Regions from separate parts of the Mus musculus genome. Here region 2 is linked to region 1. Evidence: chromatin contacts called from public Hi-C data. All regions are on one chromosome and are shown on one strand. Each heading gives the region's core, a stretch centred on a gene start, on an enhancer-like site or on the middle of the called end of the contact. The rest is flanking DNA. Distances are from core to core; before and after follow the strand shown.

The links. A called contact is a pair of places that touch in the nucleus more often than the background predicts.
Region 2: a contact with region 1 is called in a Hi-C map of bone marrow-derived macrophages, with 25 read pairs. The contact joins two enhancer-like sites. A contact is called at or near these places in 1 of 15 datasets of contacts at CTCF or cohesin (CD8 T cells), 2 of 484 Hi-C or Micro-C datasets (bone marrow-derived dendritic cells and bone marrow-derived macrophages), 4 of 115 datasets of contacts at active chromatin or transcription factors (bone marrow-derived dendritic cells, bone marrow-derived macrophages, embryonic stem cells and 1 more) and 4 of 9 other capture datasets (adipose tissue, liver, macrophages and 1 more).

The regions. Positions count from the first base shown.
Region 1 is chr11:54,604,896-54,611,606 of GRCm38.p6, forward strand. It overlaps Rapgef6 (Rap guanine nucleotide exchange factor (GEF) 6), which reads left to right. Exons shown (of 29, transcript NM_001252494.1): 7 at 5,893-6,024. Among named protein-coding and RNA genes, the nearest start is that of Rapgef6, 85 kb to the left of the region's middle. Within about 2 kb of position 3,741, at least 5 of the 459 cell types and tissues checked have an H3K27ac peak or open chromatin away from gene starts, as enhancers often do. A contact at or near this core is called in bone marrow-derived macrophages, where this site is marked.
Region 2 is chr11:54,838,920-54,845,630 of GRCm38.p6, forward strand. Lyrm7 (LYR motif containing 7) reads right to left here. Exons shown (of 5, transcript NM_029327.5): 5 at 1-2,283. The coding sequence ends at 2,213. Among named protein-coding and RNA genes, the nearest start is that of Gm31490, 18 kb to the right of the region's middle. Within about 2 kb of position 3,197, at least 10 of the 459 cell types and tissues checked have an H3K27ac peak or open chromatin away from gene starts, as enhancers often do. A contact at or near this core is called in bone marrow-derived macrophages, where this site is marked.

The sequences.
Region 1 (6,711 bases), core at 2,491-4,990:
CAAAGATTCTGCTTCGATAAAACAAATAACTTTCTCCATAAGGACTAAGTTCATCTATATATTTTAAATTGGCTAAAATTCATTTTGAGTCATCAGTCCTAGACTTTTTCTAGAAAACAGCAATATTGCTTTTCTACTTGTAAATCTTTCCCCCTAAACCCAGATGTTTACCCAGGGAATGAATGAATACATACATACATACATACATACACACACACACACACACACACACACACACACACACACACACACACCCCTATACCTATGAAATTCCTATACTTTAAACATTTGTGGCATCTTTTATATTCATCCTAAAGCTTGCTTTTTAGTTTAAAAAAATTGAGAAATGTATTGAGGTTTAAATGTACAAATCTACCTCAGAGTTTTAAATTCTGGATAATACAGTTAGACCTTAGCATCTGTGATCTCTGTATACATGTATTCAACCAACTGTGGAGCAAAAATACATTAAACAAATGACATTAGATTTGTTTTTCCCCGAGTTATCATTCCTAAACAACTTTACATGCCACTAACAGCCTTTGCATAGCGTTATGTTTTGTTTGGTCTTGTAAATCGTCTAAAGGTGATTTAAAATACAGTGGAAAGAGGTTAGAAGGACAGCGTAATGACTAAGTGCACTTACTGCTCTTGCAGAGGATGCAAGCCAGTTCCCAGCACCCACATAGCGTCTCACATAACATTCATAGCTGTGGTTCCAGAGGACCTGAGACTGTTCTATTCTGTAGGTACTAAGCTTACATATGGTACTCATAACATGCATACAGGCAAAACAGACACACACCCAAAACACATAGGAAATGTGAATGGCTTATATGCAGATATAACAATTTTCTTCCATTTTGGAGGAGACTAGAGCATTTGTCAATTCTAGTGTTTGAAAGGATGGTCTAGAAATCAGTCCACCAAGGATACTGAGAAGCAACTCCGTTCCAAAATAGGCTGGTAATGACTACTCTCATTCTGATTGATTGTTTTTCTCCACCGAATGTTAGATAGTTTGTAATGCATTTGTCTTTGTGTACCTGTTTGCTTTCTGGTAGGTATTCCAAGAGCCATAAGGCTATGCTTTTAATTTTATTATATATTATTTATTATGTGTGTTGGGGTGGCACAAATGTACCACAAATGGATGGAAGTTAGAGAATAACTTGTATCATGGGTCCTGGAGATGGAACTCAGATCATCTGGCTTGTCAGCAGTTCCCTTTACTTGCTGAATTGTTTCAACAGCCTGGTTTATATATTTTAAATGTTTTCTTCTACTTGTTAATATAACAGTTATTTCCCCAAATTATTCTCCAAAATGGCTATACCAATTATACTCTGAACAGCTTATGAGAATATCATGTTGTTGTTGGTTTTTTTCTTCCTTGGTCTTGGCTATTCTAAAGATATTGAAACTAACTAAAAGTCAGCTATCAGAGGTAGGGTGTAAAAGTAACTTGTATACGTCTGTTGTAATTGTCCACTCCGAGGATTACACCTAACTTAGGCCTAGCCCTGGAAGCCTCTGTACAGTCTTACCTAGGCCTAGAATGTTTTCAGCCTCTGAGACTTGCTGCCGAATAAGCTCACCCTTTCTAGTTCTTTCTGATCACTAGCTGGCTGATTCAACTCAGCTGTTCCAACTCAAACTCTTCTCCAAGCTGACTGATTCAATCTTGCTTCTCTGCCTGTCCTGAATTGCTTTGCCTGACCTCAAACTAACTCTAGCAATCTGTTCTAATCTGGCTCCTTCTCATTCTCTTTGGCTTGTTCTATCTTTACCTGTGTCTAACTTGTTCTCTCTCTCTCTGCAACCTGTCTCCCTATCTGTCCCAGCAAAACTGCCTATTCTTTCCTCCTTTCTTTTTCTGTGGTGCTCTCTTAAGTAGACTTTTTCCTGTCTGTTCTCTTGAGAGTTGGGCATATCCTATCTGTCAGATCTTTCTCTGAATTGTCACTTTGTCTGCAACTCAATTAAACATCATTTTGAAACTTGGGTGCTTCCTTCTACAAACTAAATTTACTTTTATTGTTTGAATTAAATGTATGTGTTAAGGGCATGTCTGTATTCCAGCCAGAGGGATTAATAGAAGTGTGTGCTAAGTGCCAAGCCACACCACAACTAGAAACAGGTATTTTCAGTAAATAACATAATCTCGGGTATCACAGTGTGATCAAATAGCCACAACATTAGAGTTTCCTCCATAGACCAAACAAGAAATCACTCCATACTGTGGACCTTTTGAGTGTCTCCTCACTAACACTATCCACCTGCAGATAGCTCAGATCTCGACTGTATCATACATTGTAAGCCCCAAATTATTTTACCCTTTTTTTTTCTGCTCAATCACCTATAGATCAGGTTCTTAAATCCCACTGTTAGGGTTTACTTGCTTTGCCTCAATAGCTCATAGAACTCAAAGACATACGTTTATTACTTAGTTAAGAAGGATATTACAAAGGCTTCAGCTTGAGAGATGTGTAAGCCAAGGAACAGGAACCTCTATGACTTCCCCTGACACCCTCCTGTGTCTTCCCTGTGTTCAGCTATATAGAAACTTTTAAAACATGTTTTGGGGGTTTTGGTTTGGTTTGTTTTTGTTTTTAATAGTTTCTCTGTGTATCTCAGAGCTGTCCTGGAACTTGCTTTGTAACCAGGCTGGCCTCAAACTCAGAGATCCACCTGTCTCTGCCTCCCAAGTGCTGGGATTAAAGTCAGGAGCCACTGCACATGGCACTGCTTTGGGGTTTTTATAGAGACATCATTTCATGGGCATGATAAAGTTGGGATAGCCACATAGAAATAAGATTGTGCAGAAAAAGTCAGATCTACTTCTCAAAGACTGGAAAGGGAGACCTAGCAAAAGTATGTCCTCAAAATTAGGGCGCAGAATCCTTGGTGGGAGTCTTAACTATATATCAGAAAGGGGGTCAGAGGATTTATAGCCACCTTCAAGGAAAAAAGGTAAGGAAAGGTTAATTTTGTAAACTGCCTGGTGGAAGAGAAAAACCTGGTTTCTATGGCCTGCCTCTGGGAGGGAACTGTAAGCCAAGAAACATGGGTGAAAGCCAAATGAGTATTTCATAGACTCTCATGTAAATATACAACTTGCTTTCTTAGATGTTTTTGTTTCTTTCTGGAGGAAAATAAGTATTTGTTTTTCTGGTTGCTAGCAAGATTAATAGTTCTAGCTGTTTTCTCTGCTATCCTAACCTAAGTGATGTCACATTGTTTAGATAAATGGTAAAGCCAAACAACAAAGGAGTCCTGATATCTGAGCCTTTAGGCTGTTTCTCTCAAAAGGTTGTCTGTACCTGTGGAGACCTTAAGTCTTCAGTTTATCCAGTCAGCAACAGTCAGCCTTTATACTTCTGTAATGTTTGTAGTCAAGACATCTTCCTTCCTGAATGTCTATAAAAAACACATGATCTTCAGCAGACCACACGAGTCCAGATATAGAATATACATGACAGAGTCTGACACACAAGACATTCTGCAGAGCTTACTGGATTAGAAGGGTTAGGAGTAAATAAATTGAGTTTGCTGGCGAAAGGTCAACTATTAATTCAGACTTGGTCATGAAGAAAAGGGATAAAATTTTTCTATTTTGATTCTTACAAAGTAAACAGAAACTTCAGCTTAATGTCATGAAACATCTACCTCATTTGGTCTCATTCTCAGATCAGAATATCTGTGTAAAGGCATATAGAATGCATTTGCTATGGTTCACAAATGAACCACCTAAGGAACATGCAAGTGTTAGCTGAGTCACTGTCTCCTCCTCTATCTCATCTCTTCTCTTTCCTTCCCCTTCCCCTTCCCCTTCCCCTTCCCCTTGTGTGTGTGTGTGTGTGTGTGTGTGTGTGTGTGTGTGTGTGTGTGTGTGTGTTATGTAGTGGATGTTTAGGGGTACCATTCATGCACATTGAGGCCAGAGCAAAATATCTAGTGTATTCCTTTGTTGTTTTTTGCCTTACTCTCTTGAGATAGGGTCAGGAGAACCCTACCTGGCTGTTTTGGATAGACTACTAGCTAACTAGCCAGCTGGCTCTAAGGATCTGCCTATCTCTGCCTCTCTTGATCTTGTCTCTACCTCCTGTGTACTAGGAAGACAGGTGTGTGCCACCACACCCATCTAAATGATTACTTCAATCCCCTTCTAATATGTAGCATTTATTTGGTTCAGATATTGTCTTGTTTCCAAAGTGATAATATTGATTTATAGGTTGTTGAGGGGTTATTTTATAATTCCCCAATATGTGATCATTTCTATTTTTTGTTACAGAAGCCTTTGCACATGAGTACTGAATGTTCTCTGTATGATTTTAATTGTATTTTTCAGCTGTGTCTGATTCTTAGAAATATTTGATGTCTGCCTTAAAGAACGAATATTCTATAATTTTAGATTATGCACACTGTAGGTGACATTTCTTAACACATCTTTTTGTTGCAAAGAGATTTGCGCTAACATTTCACAACATGAGTGTGACTTCATTTTCCACTGTTATTTTCACCTTTAAGTTTTCTTTTATTGAAAAATAATTGTTTGTGATGAGGTTTTGATACGTTTGCATACTGTGAGATGACCAAATCAAGGCTAGTTAGCCTGCTCATCATATAAAATTTTTCTTCTCGGCTAGAGCATTTAAAATCTTTTCTTAGTTTTTGGAAATCTGTAATACATTTTTTACAATGATTGTTACTTGTGCTGTGTAATCTGTGACTACAATTCATTCCTTTTGTATAACTGAAACTTCTACAGTTCTCTAGCTCCCAGCCTCTAGTACCCACCATTTTATTCTTTGTTTCTGTGAATTTTAACATTTTGGTTCCCTGTAGAAGTTAGAGTATACATTAGTCTTTCTATTTATGGTTCATTTTTTCCTTGCACATTTTGATACTGTGCTGTGTGTTGTTTTCTTTCAGCAGTGTTTGTCAGAATTACTGAACCCACCAGCAGTAGTTCATGGTATAATTAGTCTGTGCAATTTCTGTAGTTTGTATTCTTAAGATAGTGGAACTCAAACTTGATCATTTTCTCTTTAAAATAGATATAGAATACATTGAGTGTATGCAACAAGAAAACTTACTTCAAATTTTAGGTTTACTTAATGGTCCTGAATAGAAAATTGAAGAGAAATTATATGGAATGATAGTGAATGATCTTATCTCTTACTTAAAATACTAACTGCTTTGGAGCATAGAGAATTATTTCTTGTCTTAACTTCCATAATATTGCTTATGATATACCTGTTTTATTTCACAGTATGAGATACATTGTATAGTCTGTGTCCTTGATAAGATTAGTCATATATTAAAGATAAAGTGGTAGAGTCGTTTGCTTTTTATTTTTAATTACATTTTATTTATTTGTGTGTGCACTTGGACATGCTATGATGAGCATGTGAAGATGAAGGACAACTTGTAGGAGTTGGTTCTCTCTACTCTGTGGATCCAGGGAGCCGTTTTGGATTATCATGCTTGTAGACAAGCACCTTCACCCACTGAGCCATTTTGCCATGTCTTTTCTATTCTTGTATTCTCTGCACTTGACAAAGGCATTCATTGGATAATTGTGATCACTAATAAATTTTTCAGGAGCTAAGTACAGCATAGTACAATGTTAAGAACAAAGATTGTGAACACTTTTAAATCTTGTACAGTCATTTTGTTAACCATAAGTTTTACTGCCTGCAGATGCTCATCTGTAATCTCAAACACTAGTATTAATTTTATTTAGACATACTACCAGTGTGTATGTATTTGTGTTTTCTATTCTTGACATTTAAAGCTATTTTTGGTTTTAAAAAATACATTACGTCAAGAACTCTCGAACGAGCAAAATTTGGCATTCAGAATAACTCAAGTTCTTTTCTCCTTCAGCTTCCAGCTGATCTTACCAAGATGCACCTCACAGACAACCCTCATCCACAGGTGACGCATGTGTCTTCTAGTCAGTCTGGCTGTAGCATTGCCAGTGACTCTGGGAGCAGCAGTTTATCCGATATCTATCAGGTAATACCTTAGGCTGGGTACTGTGCATATGGACTTTTTGATTCTGCTTATCCTCTAGATCCAACAACCTTTCACAGGAGTTTCCTAAGGCCATCAGAGAACACGGATGTTTACATTAAGATTCATAACAGTAGGAATGGTACAGTTATAAAGTAGCAATGAAAATTTTATGGTTGGGGTCATAATAATAAAGGGTCGCGGCATTAGAAAGGTTGAGAACCACTGCTCTAATTTAACTGTGAGACTCAAGTGTAAGATTTTTAGCAAAGTATGCTTAATATGTTGTCACATTCGTCAGCCTGATTATTTCTTTTATCCAGTTGAATCCATATGATAGAATGCTTGCCTTAATTAAGGGAAAAGTTTGTGGGGTTTTGTTTTTGAGAAACAGAATGTTGCCCTATAACCTAAGCTAACTTGAAATTTTCAATCTTCCTACCTCAGCCTCATGAGAGTTGGGTTACAGGCTCATCCCTGGGTTTAAAGAAAGTTTTTGAAACAACAGCTTACACTTGTGAAAGGACTGATTTTTTTCTTAATTATAATTGTAGAAGTTTTCTATAAGTAAAATTTATGAAGAAAGGTAGGGTTGCTTTTATATTATAAAACTTTTGTCCTGTGTAACCTTAGTGAAATAGAAAGTTAAATAGGGAGTGTAATTATAGACTCCTCCATTTTTAAAGCTGA
Region 2 (6,711 bases), core at 1,947-4,446, 230 kb after region 1:
ATCTTTAAAAATTTGTAGCCAGGTATGGTGGTGCACGCCTTTAATCCCAGCACTCAGGAGACAGAGGCAGGCGGATTTCTGAGTTCGAGACCAGCCTGGTGTACAAAGTGAGTTCCAGGACAGCCAGGGCTGCACAGACAAACCCTGTCTCAAAAAAAAAAAAAAAAAAAAAATGTGGCTGGAGAGATGGCTCAGCAGTTGAGAGCACTTAGTGCTTTTGCCAAGACCCTTAGTGACATTTCTGGCACCCACATGTTGGCTGACAACCATCTGTAATACAACAGAGATGCAAGTGGCACACAAAAACGCATGAAGGCAAAACACTCATACAAATAAATATAAGATCTAAAAGAGAAAACTTAAGCTAGGTCGTGGTGGCGCATGCCTTTAATCCCAGCACTTGGGAGGCAGAGGCAGGCAGAGATCTCTGTAAGTTTGAGGTCACCCTGGTCTGCAGAGTGAGGTTCAGGACAGAAAAAGCTACACAAAGAAACCCTGTTTCAAAAGACCAAAAAATAAAAAATTCAAAACTGTGATTGTGTGTGCATGAAGCACGAACTTGCAGAATTTGGTTCTCTCGTTCCATCCTGTGGGTTCCAAAACTGGCAACCCTGACAGCTTCCATGTATCTTTTTTGATGAAGCATCTGTTCAAATATTACTTTTAAAGTTGGGTTGAGGGACTGGAGAGATGGCTGAGTGGTTAAGAAACACTGTTCCAGATGACCGAGGTTCAATTTCCAGCACCCATACGGCGGCTCACAACCCTTTGTAAGAGAGGAGTTCTAAGGTATCCGACAACCTTTATGGGGTCTCTGTGGGCACCAGGCATGCAAGTAGTAAGCTGACACACAAAGCAGCAAGGCACCAATAAACAGGAAATCACTTCTCTGTAGTTGAGTTGCTTGTTTTACGATTCCTTTATTATGCATCTGTGTGTCACTGTTGGTTTGAGTCTATACATGTAAATGCAGTGCCCTTAGAGGCCAGTAGAGTGCACAGGATCCCCTGGAAATGGAGTGACAGCTTCGAGTTACCTGAAAGGGTGCTGGGAACTGAACTCAGGTCCTAGCAGCAGGAGTTCTTAACCTCTGAGCCATCTCAGCCCCTGCTTGCTTTCGAATATTTGAAGTCCTTTATATAGTCTGATAACTCTTTTTTCATACCTGGTAACATATGTTTTATAGAATCATCATATATATGACAGATATTTCATCTATAATTGTTCACTAATCGTTATGTAAATGTTTTTAACTTTGATAAAATCCAATTGTTATTATTACTATTATTTATTTGGAACACTAGAGATCAAATTATGTAAAGCACTGGGGAGGCAGAGGCAAGTGGATCTTAGAGTTCAAGGCTAGGACTGCACAGGGAGACCCTATCTCAAAAGAGAGGTGGGGAGGGGGGAGGGAGGGAGAAAGGGAGAGAGAGAGAGAGAGATCTATAGCATTTCACAGCAGTCTACAAAGACCACAAGCCATCTGACAGAGGGCCACTACAGTGACCCAGAGTGACTTTGATATTTCATCTATCTAATGTCTTTACATGGGGCTAGAGAGATGGCTCAGTGCTTTGGAGCACTGGCTGTTCTTCTAGGAAACTCATGACCATCTATAACTCCAGTCCCAGGGGATCCAATTCCCTCTCCTGACCTCTGCAGGCACGGCACTGCATACACACCTGGTGCATAGACATTTAAGCAGGCAAAACACCCATACATACAAAACAAAAAGGGGAACGTTGTCTTTGTAAGAATGCAGAGAAATACACTACATAATTATTTGTTAGCCGCAAAAATAACCACGGGACTTTGGGAAACAATGGCTGCTTTTAGACGAGAGCTGGAAGAAAAATGTTAATTTTTTACCAACTTAATATTTTGGGGATTAAACATCAATTTAATGTAGCATTTTATATTTAGCTATGTATGTCCCATGAGATGAAAAGTCACCAATTTGGTAAGGTGCTTCATTGGCAAACAGCTTTGGAAGACCAAAAGACCTACCAAAGGGAAAGAGAGGAGCGTCCTGCCTCCCCAGGCCTTCAGTTGCCCATGTCAGTGAAAGGCATGTCTATCTCCTCTGTAGCCCTCAGCCTGTCGCTCATTTGCAACGTGCGCTTCAGAGAGAAACATGTGCATGTCCAGGACCGTTGCCAGGTATGTATTTAAAGTGGGAAGGAGCAGAGATGGGTTTATCCTGGAAGCTTTACTGCTTCTGGGTTGGCGCATCACAGTACGGCACATTTTCTGTGAGAAGATCTTTCCTGGGGACCAGTTCTAAAAGGAACAGAGAAATGAGCGGTTAAGACGGTTAGAGCTCCAGTCACTACTTATCTTAAAGTAGACCTGGGGCCGGCACATCCGTCTCCCCAGCAGTTCTAACCGTGAGTTGTGTAATTTGGGAAGCATGCACTATTCTACAGACATTTTATTTCAGCTGATGTCTGAGGTGACTATGTGAGTCTAAATGGAAACATTTAATACGATCTTCATTCGTGTTACAAAAAACATATACAACCAAATCCTTTATCATTTCATTAAACACAACTAATAAATGACTGAATGGAATTAAGCTAAAAACACACTAATCTGTCAATGGCTCTTTAAAAATGTCACCTATGAATGATTTTTGAGACAGGATCTCATGTAGCTCTGGCTAGCCTTGAACTCCCCATGTAGCTGAGGCTAACCTTGAACTCTTGATTCTCTAGCCTCCACTTCCCAACAATGGGGTTACAGGTGTACCACACCATGCCTGGATACTTGAAAAATTTTATAGAAAGCAAGACATCACTCTCATAATTCAGACATTCCAAATTTATAGAATGATTCCCCTCCCCTCCCACAACTGCCCTTCTCCTTCCCTCCCTTCCTTCTTGTTCCTGGGCCTTGGGAACCCAGGGCCTCACAGGCTGCAGAGTGTATACTCTACCACTGAGCTACACCCTGTCCCCTAGAACAATGGCTCCTCACCGAAGGAGTCTTCAGATATACCACTTAGGGGATGCTACCAAAAATTTACTGGGCAGGAGCCAAGGATGCTAACTGTGGTGTGAAAGACAGTCTGGGGCAGAGAGGGTTATACTTCATGGCAGAGTGACAGCAGTGTCTCCACTGAGACACACAGTGACAGTGGTGTCCCCACTGAGACACACTGCTGAACAGCCAACTGCTGACTGCTAGGCAAGACAGCGTTGGGGCCTCAGAGATTACTCATCGGTTAAAGTGCTTACTACAGGAAGAGTTCAGATCCCCTAGGAAGATGAGCCTTGTCAGGGAACTGAGTGCCGAACCAAGAAACCCTGCTTCAATGAAACAAAAAAGAAGGCGGGCAATTCCCACTATTAGGTTCAGGGGTGCACATGCACCCATACACACAGAAAAATGGAAAAGGAAAAAAAAAGAGAGAAAGAGAAAACTGCCCACATCTGCTGACGTGTGCCTATAATCCCAGGAATCATGGGCAAAGGCAGTGAGACCTGCACTCAAGTCCAGCCTGCAGTACATAGCGTGGCCATGGCTGGTCTGCACTGTGGTGAGACCCTGTCTTAAAGGCCCTGGGTCTAATACTCAATACTGAAAAACAATTAAAAAGAAAAAAGGCAGTGAGATACATCACCCACCCCCCTTTCTTGGGAAGAGCAGGACCCAGCTAGGCCATCCTCACAGCCTCAATGTGATGGCTCACATTTGTAATCTTAACAGTTTGCAGGATAAGACAAGAGGATCGCCGTCACTGTGAACAGAGTTTGAGCTATACAATGAGTTCCAGACAAGCCTAGTTAAACCTGTCTCAACAAAAGCAGGGTTGGAGATGTGCCTGGATTAGTAAAGTGCCTGCCTCCATGCACAAGGCCCTGTGCTCACTCAGCCCAGCTGCTGTGGTGGGACATACTTCTAATCCTGGCACTCAGGGTAGAGAAAAGAGAATCAGAAGTCAGCTACCCAGGGAGTTTAAGCCAGCCTGGGCTATATGAAATTCTGTGTCAAACAAGAGAGCAAATGCCCCCCTAACCACTCTTCCCAGAGCCTGCCTACAATCTTTAGAGGTAGTGATGAAAGATAAGTAACTGCTCCAGACTCAGGAAACTCAGCAGCACCCTGGACCACAGGGGAAAGGGGTTCCTCCTACTAGAAAGGGCATTGTTAACTGGGTAGTGGTGGGTGTGCCTTTAGTCCTAGCACTCGGGAGGCAGAGGCAGGCAAATCTCTGAGAGGCCAGCCTGGTCTACAGGGTGAGTTTCAGAACAGCCAGAGTTATACAGAGAAATCCTGTCTCAAAAAACAAATAAACAAAACCAAAACAAAACACCAAAGAAACAAACAAAAAAACAAAGGGCCTTATTAGGAGGAAAGAAAAAATTTAAACAATGGTATTCCATGAATCCCCTAGTTTTGATAATTAAACTATAGTTAAGGACTGTCCTTCATATTCAAGGAATGTGCATTCAGGGGACAGGGCATGATGGCTCACACCTTTATTTCCAATGCTCAGAAGACAGACAGAGGGAGGTAGATCTTTCAGAGTTTGAGGCTAGCCTGGTCTACATATCAAGTTCCAGGACAGCCAGAGCTATAGAATGAAACTCTGTCTCAGAGAAAAACAAAACAAAACAAAACAAAACCCAAAAAAACAAAAAACAAAGCCGGGCAGTGGTGCTGTATGCCTTTAGTCTCAGCGCTTGGGAGGCAGATGGATCTCTGTGAGTTCAGGGCCAGTCTGGTCTATAAGGCAAATCCAGATCAGCCAGAGCTACATAATAGAGAGCCCTGTCTCAAAAATAAACAAAAATTTTAAAAAAAAGTTTCTTTGGCTTCAAGGGGTTCATTATCTATTGGGAAAGACAAACCACAGCCACTCTATAGCATAAGGATTCACAAATGGTTTTTATAGTGAAAATACAAGAATCTGAGCTATTACACTGAAGAATAAATTACTAAACCTATCAATATTACTTTAGACTATGCCTAGTTTTGAATAACCAGAAGTCCACCAAACAGTGGTTTAACAAAAGAAGTTACAGTTGGGGGGCTGGTGAGATGGCTCAGTGGGTAAGAGCACCCGACTGCTCTTCCGAAGGTCCAAAGTTCAAATCCCAGCAACCACATGGTGGCTCACAACCACCCGTTGTGAGATCTGATGCCCTCTTCTAGAGTGTCTGAAGACAGCTACAGTGTATTTACATATAATAAATAAATAAATAAATCTTAAAAAAAAAAAAAAAAAGAAGTTACAGTTGGGGGCTGGTGAGATGGCTCAGCGGTTAAGAGCACTGACTGCTCTTCCGGAGGTCCTGAGTTCAAATCCCAGCAACCACATGGTGGCTCACAACCACCCGTAATGAGATCTGAAGACAGCTACAGTGTACTTACATATAATAAATAAATAAATCTTAAAAAAAAAAAAAAGAATAAGAAGCTACAGTTCAAGGCCAGCCTGGTCTACAGAGTGAGTTCCAAGACAGCCAGGGCTACACAGAGAAACCCTGCCTCAGAAAACAAACAAACAAAAAAAATTTTTTTTAAAGGGGGGTGGGAGACTTATTTTTCTTCCCTTTTGAAACATGGCAGGTCTGAGCTAGTAGACGTCCTGGTGCTGCTGAGAACCCAGGCTCTTCTCTCCCTGACTGCAGCCCCCGGTGATCAGCAGTCTGCCTTCCCTCCCTTCTGCTGCCACCACATTTGCACAGCAGGAAGGAAGAACAAAGAGCAGGAGGGGCGCCCCACCCAGACCGTTCCTCCTCTGCAAAACAACGGCTTCCGTGGAAATAACGCGCAGTAGGTAGGTGCTTATAGAAGATGCCAGAGCGTCTGGGAAATCACATTATATCTTCCTTGATGTCCCTCTCTGGACATGAACATGGGCAATAAGCAAGTCACAGAACACTCTCATTTACTACCTGTCCCCAGAGCCTCACCAGGATTCATATTGAGGCTCTGGTTAATGGGCTGGCCTGCTCTACCCAATGGGTCTACTTGTGGCTCACACGGTAAACACTGATGCTGCTTTAGTTAGAAATAAAGGACGGGATGAAGAATAAAAACATGGGATTGGGAATCGTGGTAGTGGTCAGGCCACAGAAAATCCTCATCCCCGGGACAGGAAAAGATAATGACTTAATAACAGAATAATTCCTCAGCCTGCCAATTTGGCACTACCAAATCTAGTTTCAAGAGACTCAAATCCCCCTCTGACCGCACTCTGAGCCACTTCCTGTCCTGGGGAGATGGAGATCTTGGGGAAGACAGCCTCTTTGGGGGGTCTTCAGAAGCTGTCCCAGTCCACTTCCTGTTACTCTGAGTTCAGGAGACCAGGGAAGGCGTCAAGAGTAGACTTAAACCAGACAAGCCTGGGTTCCTTAGCAATGCAATCTTGCTCAGAAATTGGAAACTTCAAGTCTGCTTCCAGAAACACGAAGCCACAAGCAGGCATCCTGACCCAACTGTAAGCACTAAAGACAGTCAGTCATCTTTTAGTAATGGCCACTGCGATTTGCCGTACTCACTTGAGGTTCCATTTAACATTTTAACATTTGTCGAATTCAGATACTTTACTATCAAAGGCTGGAAGGTGCAACTGTCCCTACCAGAGAGCAGCTCAGAAGCAGAGGAACTAACAAAGGAAAGTGGTGTGTGGGATGTGGAACTCTCAGAGAATGAACTGCCATTGTTGTGGAGCAGATTTCAGCACAATGGACGCCATGA